2 separate regions of the Zea mays genome follow, and region 2 is linked to region 1. Evidence: chromatin contacts called from public Hi-C data. All regions are on one chromosome and are shown on one strand. The core of a region is the stretch at or near the end of the contact, and the rest is flanking DNA. Distances in the headings are between cores, read along the strand shown.

The links. Hi-C and Micro-C count contacts between places; a contact is called where the count stands out from the background.
Region 2: a Hi-C map of ear shows a contact between it and region 1, with 1.6 times the contacts expected there. The contact joins the promoter of LOC103651385 here to the promoter of LOC103652548 in region 1. A contact is called at or near these places in 2 of 25 Hi-C or Micro-C datasets (ear and leaf mesophyll).

The regions. Positions count from the first base shown.
Region 1 is chr3:216,027,853-216,031,379 of Zm-B73-REFERENCE-NAM-5.0, reverse strand. LOC103652548 reads left to right here and starts at 1,646. Exons shown (of 6, transcript XM_020550519.2): 1 at 1,646-3,311. The coding sequence starts at 1,647.
Region 2 is chr3:216,265,701-216,269,319 of Zm-B73-REFERENCE-NAM-5.0, reverse strand. It overlaps LOC103651385 (peroxidase 19), which reads left to right and starts at 2,206. Exons shown (of 3, transcript XM_008677022.4): 1 at 2,206-2,811; 2 at 2,938-3,159. The coding sequence starts at 2,500. It also overlaps the pseudogene LOC109945212.

The DNA of each region.
Region 1 (3,527 bases), core at 397-2,896:
GAGCCGAAGTGACCGCCGTCACTCCACCGCTCCACTGGCCAGTCTGACAGAAGGACAGCGCCGCCTGCGCCACTCCGACTGCAGTGCCACTCGACAGAGTGAGTCCGACAGGCAGTCAGGCCTTGCCAAAGGCGCCACGGCGAACTCCGCTCCGCCCGACCCCAGGGCTCGGACTCGGGCTAAGACCCGGAAGACGGCGAACTCCGCTCCGCCCGACCCCAGGGCTCGGACTCGGGCAAAGACCCGGAAGACGGCGAACTCCGCCCCGCCCGACCCAGGGCTCGGACTCGGGCTAAGACCCGGAAGACGGCGAACTCCGCCTCGCCCGACCCCAGGGCTCGGACTCAGGCTAACACCCGGAAAACGACGAAAACTCCGCTTCGCCCGACCCCAGGGCTCGGACTCCGCCCTGGCCTCGGCCGAACGACTTCCGCCTCGCCCGACCCCATGGCTCGGGCTCGGCCACGGCAACGGAAGACAGACTCAACCTCGGCTTCGGAGGAACCCTCACGTCGCCCTGCCTAGGGCACAGACCGCCACGTCAACAGGAAGCGCCATCATCATCCTACCCCGAATCGACTCGGGTCACGAAGAACAAGACCGGCGTCCCATCCGGCCAGCTCCGCCGGAGGGGCAATGATGGCGCTCCACAAAGCTCCATGACGACGGCGGCCCCCAGCTCTCTTACGGAAGCAGGACGACGTCAGCAGGGACTCGACCGCTCCAACAGCTGTCCCTCCGCCAGGCTCCGCCGCACCTCCGACAGCCACGACATCACGCCAGCAGGGTGCCCATATCTCTCCGGCTGCCACATTGGCATGTACCTAGGGCGCTAGCTCTCCCTCCGCTAGACACGTAGCACTCTGCTACACCCCCCATTGTACACCTGGATCCTCTCCTTACGGCTATAAAAGGGAGGACCAGGGCCTTCTTAGAGAAGGTTGGCCGCGCGGGACCGAGGACGGGACAGGCGCTCTCTTGGGGCCGCTCGCTTCCCTCACCCGCGTGGACGCTTGTAACCCCCTACTGCAAGCGCACCTGACCTGGGCGCGGGACGAACACGAAGGCCGCGGGACTTCCACCTCTCTCACGCTCGACTCCGGCCACCTCGCCTCTCCCCCCTTCGCGCTCACCCACGCGCTCGACCCATCTGGTCTGGGGCACGCAGCACACTCACTCGTCGGCTTAGGGACCCCCCTGTCTCGAAACGCCGACAGATGCTAATAATGATGGCCTCGAGAGGTATGGAATAACAACTATTGAGAGTAATTCTAAGAGATTAGTTAAAAAGACTAGCTAAATTTACTGATTTATCTACTCTTCAAAATATATTTTATAGAAAAAGTGTAGGCTAATCCAACAGACTCGGTAAACCTATAGACTGAATGGAGAGTGAAGGAGAGTATACAAAAATAGAGAGGGAAGGTAAAGTAATAGAGAACCATTAAATATGAAATATGAAGAGCCATTTAACGAGTTTATTAAGACGCTTTTCTTTTAATATTAGCTAAATTTAGTTTTATAGAACCATATATCTAGTCTTTTGAATTTACTTTAGTATTAATTAAATTTAAAATATTGATTCGGTAGTGATGTACATACATATATCTAGGTAATATATTATGATAGAAAAATCCCTATAGTCGATGCGCGCTCAATTTTCAGTTGCTCAATTTTCAGTTTCACTCACTTGCTCGGTTGCTCTCCTCCTGCCTCCTGTGCACTGGCAGCTCTGCTACCAACCTACCACGGTACCACCCCATGACCCCACTCGAACCCAAGCCGTCCCCTCCGGCAACACCCTTTCAAACGTCAAACTTGAGTGTAGCCCGAAGGCTGAGGCAGACCCTAAACCCCCGGCGACTCGTCGTCGTCGTCTCGGCGCGAGCCGCGTGATGCCTCCGTCCAAGCCCAAGCGGCGGCGCGGCGGCGCCGCCTCCCGCGGCCGGAAGAAGCAGAAACGCCTCGACGCGATCCGCGACGTCCCGCCGCCGCCACCTCCGCCGGCACCCCTGGCCGGCGGCGGCGGCTCCGACTCCGAAGAGGAGTCCATCCGCCGCAGCAAGAGGGTCCGCCGGGCGCCGGTCGTCCTCGACACATCGCCGCTCCCTTCCCCACGCGGCAAGAGGTCTCGCCGCGGCGTCCGGGTGGGTTCGAGCGGGAGCTCGCGGAGGGGAAGCCGGGGCAGGGCACCGCACGAAGTGGATGCCCGAGGGGTGGAGGAAGGGGAGTACGATGAGGGGAGCGTGGTGTGGCGTTCGCGGCTGAGGGATAGGGTTAAGGGGAAGGCCAAACTGGGGGTGCGGGCAAGGAGCATGTGGTTCGAAGATGAAGATTACGTGGCGGAGGGAGATGGGCAAGGGGAGGAGGAGGAGGAGGAGGAGGAGGAGGATGAGGATGAGGAGGAAGATGCCGGGATGGTGGTGGTGGACGTTCGTGAGAGGTCTGAGGACGACGAAGTGAACAAGGAAAGTGGATGTTTGCAGTTGCAAGGGAAGGAACTAACAGATAGAGAGATCAATTTAACAATCGATTTGAACTTAGATGCACATGATGCCCGGGATGGTGTCGATGCAATAGAAAAGGAAGAGGGAGGAAAAGGAGGGAATGTTGGGAAGGAAGATGTGGCGGCGGAGCAAGAACAAGATGATGAGGGGCCCACAGTAGGCACTAGAAATGATCTAGAGGAAGGCACGGGAGAGGAAATGGTGGTGGAGGAAGGTTTGCAGCAGGAGGAAATAGGAGGGTTGGAATCACATGTATCGAGAGGAAACAGTAGTGATGAACTACCTTGTGGTGAGAGCAATGAGGGGGTTAGGGCCAGCAATTCAGACAGAATTGAGCAGCTTGACATGGAACAGACCGCAGAAGAGAGCAACCTTCCAGTTGAGCAGCAAACGGAACCGCACCTATCTAGTCCTAGTGAGCAAGAGGAAGAGGTCCAACAGGATGGACAGTCGGTTCATTTCCCAGATGCGGTATTGGCTAAGGATGGTTCAAAAGAGAGCATGCAAAATTCCTGGGTTTTAGATGAAAACCAGGGAGTTAAGGTGGTTAAAGAAGGGAGGAGGTGTGCGCTCTGTGGTGGAGGGACCGATGGGAGACCACCTAAGATTGCATTGCATGATTCTGTTGACAGTGAAAATGAAGCCTATGAGGGGGCTTTACCTTCAGAGGAACCCAACTATGATATGTGGGATGGATTTGGTGATGATCCTGGATGGTTGGGAAGGCTGTTGGGTCCAATTCATGACCGCTTTGGCATTGCACGTGTCTGGGTTCATCAGAACTGTGCTGTTTGGAGCCCCGAGGTCTGTACCTGCAGTGTACACTCAAAACTCTTTGTTTCGTTTGGATATTTCTGCAAGTTGCTTCAATTCATCTTATCGTTGTAAGTTGGCACTGTTGTACACAGGCAGCAATGCTCTTATGGTCTCTCTTAGTTGTCATTATTTGAATTCTCAAAAAGTAAGCTGCACTATTTTGTTATGATCTTATGGATCACCATTGCTTGCTCTGTATTGCTG
Region 2 (3,619 bases), core at 957-3,456, 240 kb before region 1:
ATTGTTGTCGGTCCTCCTCTGTGTCACCTCTAGCGCCAAGATGACGCCACAGTTCTCGATATAGTAGTCGTCGAACGCGCGCGACATACCGAGTACTGATGACTCTTGGCTGGGCTGTAAAACGAGTGCTCCCCGGGCTCATCAGCAAGGTAGTACCCCTGGCCGTTGCACCACCGGATGTGCTACTCCTCTACATACATCGTGTTCGAGGACACTCATACAACGTAAGCAACGACTATCGTCTCAGCACACAAGAATTCATGTCCAGTCAGTAGCGACTTACGTGGCAGGTTGGGCTTCAGGTGGACGATGAGCTGGACGACGTGATGGCGTCGTCATTGAATACGGTGCCCAGAACAACCCGAGAGTCGCCGACGTTGGCGACGACCATGAGGTCCCCCTGCTTGACGATGGACAGCGCGAAGCAGCCGCTCTGCACCGCGTCCAAGCGGCGGCTGCGCCGGAGCTTGTCGTACATAGCGGCACATGCGGCCACGTAGGACTGTTTCTAGAGGTCGAACTGACAGTCGCCAAGTTTTTCTTGTCGTCGATGAGCGACCCCAACACGAGTGCCTCCTGCTAATGGTGTTTGTTCGGGGTTTTCAAGTAAGAAACATGGATTCATGTTTGGCATTGGTTTATAAAAATGACTCACAAGTCAGATCTATGGAAAAAATATTACGAAGAATAAATATCACGCATGCAAAAAAGAAATTTAAGTTGAAAACATTATTCAAACAAAAGAAATTGCATGCAAGACTCTTCTTTAAATACTACTCCCTCCATCCAAAAATATAATTGAAGAATCTCGGTGATACTTATCTACTACACACATTGTGCAAGGGTAGCAGGTGGACTTGGGGAGAGATATAGTAGATGTATTTTCTGTTATAGATGTAGACATAAACACATATGTGGTGTAGTGGTAGCTACTGCTATTATTTGTTTGAGAGGTCGTGGGTTCAAATTCCCTTGGGGCCATGTGTATTTTTTAATTTTAGCTAGACGTCGGCTGTATGGTGGAATGAGAATGGGCTTTACACAACATAGGAATGGACTGTGCGCGGGGAGGAGAGAATCGGAAAGACACACAAACCTACATTCTTTGAAAAAGATATCTTTATGGAAACACTGTGCTGCAGGCACCCATTTCGGTATATATCATCATGTATAAGTTTGAAGACGTACGCGGATACAGGAGACTTGTCTGTGCTGCGATACACACCAGTATCCCAAGATGCCTCAGCAAGTGCTTATCAGATAATGAGTTACTTTTTGTTGGATATTGATTGTGGGATACATACAAATCTTTTAAAAACCCCAAATACGGATGACAGATATATCCGGGATATATATGAATCCATGCGGGATTGTTTAATAAACTATCTCATCGCTGAAGAAAAGTAAGGCACACAACATAGTAATGGACTGTGCGCGGGGAGGAGGGAATCGGAAAGGCACACAACATAGGAATGGACTGTGCGCGGGGAGGAGAGAATCGGAAAGACACACAACATAGGAATGGACTGTGCGCGGGGAGGAGGGAATCAGAAAGGCACACAACATAGGAATGGACTGTGCGCGGGGAGGAAAGACACACAACATAGGAATGGACTATGCGCGGGGAGGAGGGAATCGGAAAGGCAGAACACGGAATGGGCAGAACGCGGAATGACCGACTACTATTGCAGTCTTAATAAGTAGTAGAGATTTGGTAGTTATTTGTTAGCTAGCTAATTACACTAACAATTTTTAATTAATTAACTATTAGTTTTAGTGCATTCAAACATCTCCTTAACCTGACCGCTCACATATACGGAGGAAGACGAAGAAACGAGGTTGATAGAAGGGTCTATTTGTTACTGTGAGAAATTAAAATAGTTTTTTTTTCTTTCAAAAAAACACAATTTTAAGCTAAGGCCCCGTTCGTTTTTTTTCTATGGATTGGATTGCTGGAACGGTTGCTAGTCGAATTGGTTCGGTAATTTATATGTTGATCAAGTGGAACGGTTTAATCAGATACAAACGAACACGATCTAAACGATTTTTAATTTTTTTATATCCTTTACTTCATAGTCTATACTGTATAGCTCATGTCAACAACCACGTGCCCATCACCTGCGAGAGCGCAGTAAAAATTCGGTCCAGACTCCAGACACGTACACCTGAAGAGACCATGGGAGGACGACGAATGCGTGGTATTTGTATCGCGGCCGGCCGGTTTCTCTGCTTCACGGGAGCGCAGTATCAGGCGGAAGCCGCCAACCTCGCCACCGCCGCACCCACATGCGCTCGCCTTCCACTGTTTGGCCGCACACCTACAAACAAGGCCCTCCTTTCCCTGGCTTGTCCCGCTATCGCCCCGCTTCCGCCCGCTGGCCGCTGTCCGTCAGCTCTCGCGCTACCGGCTGCGGGATAAGGCAAGCTTGTCGCTCGCCTTGGTGGTGTGCTTCCAGTTCCAGCCACCAGCGCTAGCTTCCTCTGCGTTGCACGTCGGAAATGGATTCCTCTAGCAGAGGCATCCGCTTCCTCGTCCACCGCCGCGCGCTGCTGCTGCTGCTGCTCGTCGCGTCGTCGTCCCTCGTCGGCACATCGCGTGGCAGGGAGGCGCAGCCGCTGCCCGCGGCGGCGGCCACGGCCCTCGGCAGCAGGCGGTCGCCGGAGCGGCACGGCCTGGCGCTGGACTTCTACGCCAGGACGTGCCCCGCTGTCGACCAGATCGTCGCCAACGTCACCGCCGCCCAGTACAGGGACTTCCCCGCCGCCGGACCCGCCGTGCTCCGCCTCTTCCACCACGACTGCTTCGTGGAAGTACGTAACCGCCCGGAGCTAGCTAGTTACAAGCAAGAGCTGAGCAACTGTTTGTGAATTAGTGCATTGCGTTGCGGTCGTTGGTGTCCTCGTGCTGATTTTGATGTGAAATGCACACGCACGCAGGGGTGTGACGCGTCCATTTTGATCGCGCCGACGGCCGACGCGGCCGCGCCCGCGCGCCCGCCGCCACCCAGGGTGGAGCGCGACATGGAGGAGAACAGGAACCTGCCGCAGGAGGCGTTCGACACGGTGGAGCTCGCCAAGGCTGCCGTGGAGAGCAAGTGCCCCGGGATCGTCTCCTGCGCCGACGTCCTCGCCCTCGCCGCCCGAGACTACGTCCAGCTGGTACGTACGTACCTTTACCTACGCACGCAACGCAAGCTGTCTAGCCCATTCATCTCTCTGGCTTGATTCACGCGGAATAAAAAAAAACGCGGGGGGAGTTTAGCGGTGCGATCAGAGAAGACGGAGCTGGGCCGAAACCGTCTGACCACGTACAGCATTATGCAACCGAAGGCACGAGCAGAGCCTTGGGTTCCGGCGAGAGAGAGAGAGCGCGCGCGATGTGACTCTAGTGCATCACCGGCTCACCGCGTTTGCAACTGAAACCCAACTGACGACAGTTAAAGTTGGTAGGGGTCCAGGTACACTACACTGGCAAGTTAGGACCAAAGCGGCGCGAGGCGGCCGGGGACGGGGAAGAAAAGGTTTACCTGCTTTAATCTGGACTGCTTTTGCACCGCATGTGGAAAAAAAGGCGCAACCGCACATCGTGCCCATGGCCGGGCATGTGTACGTCGTTAGG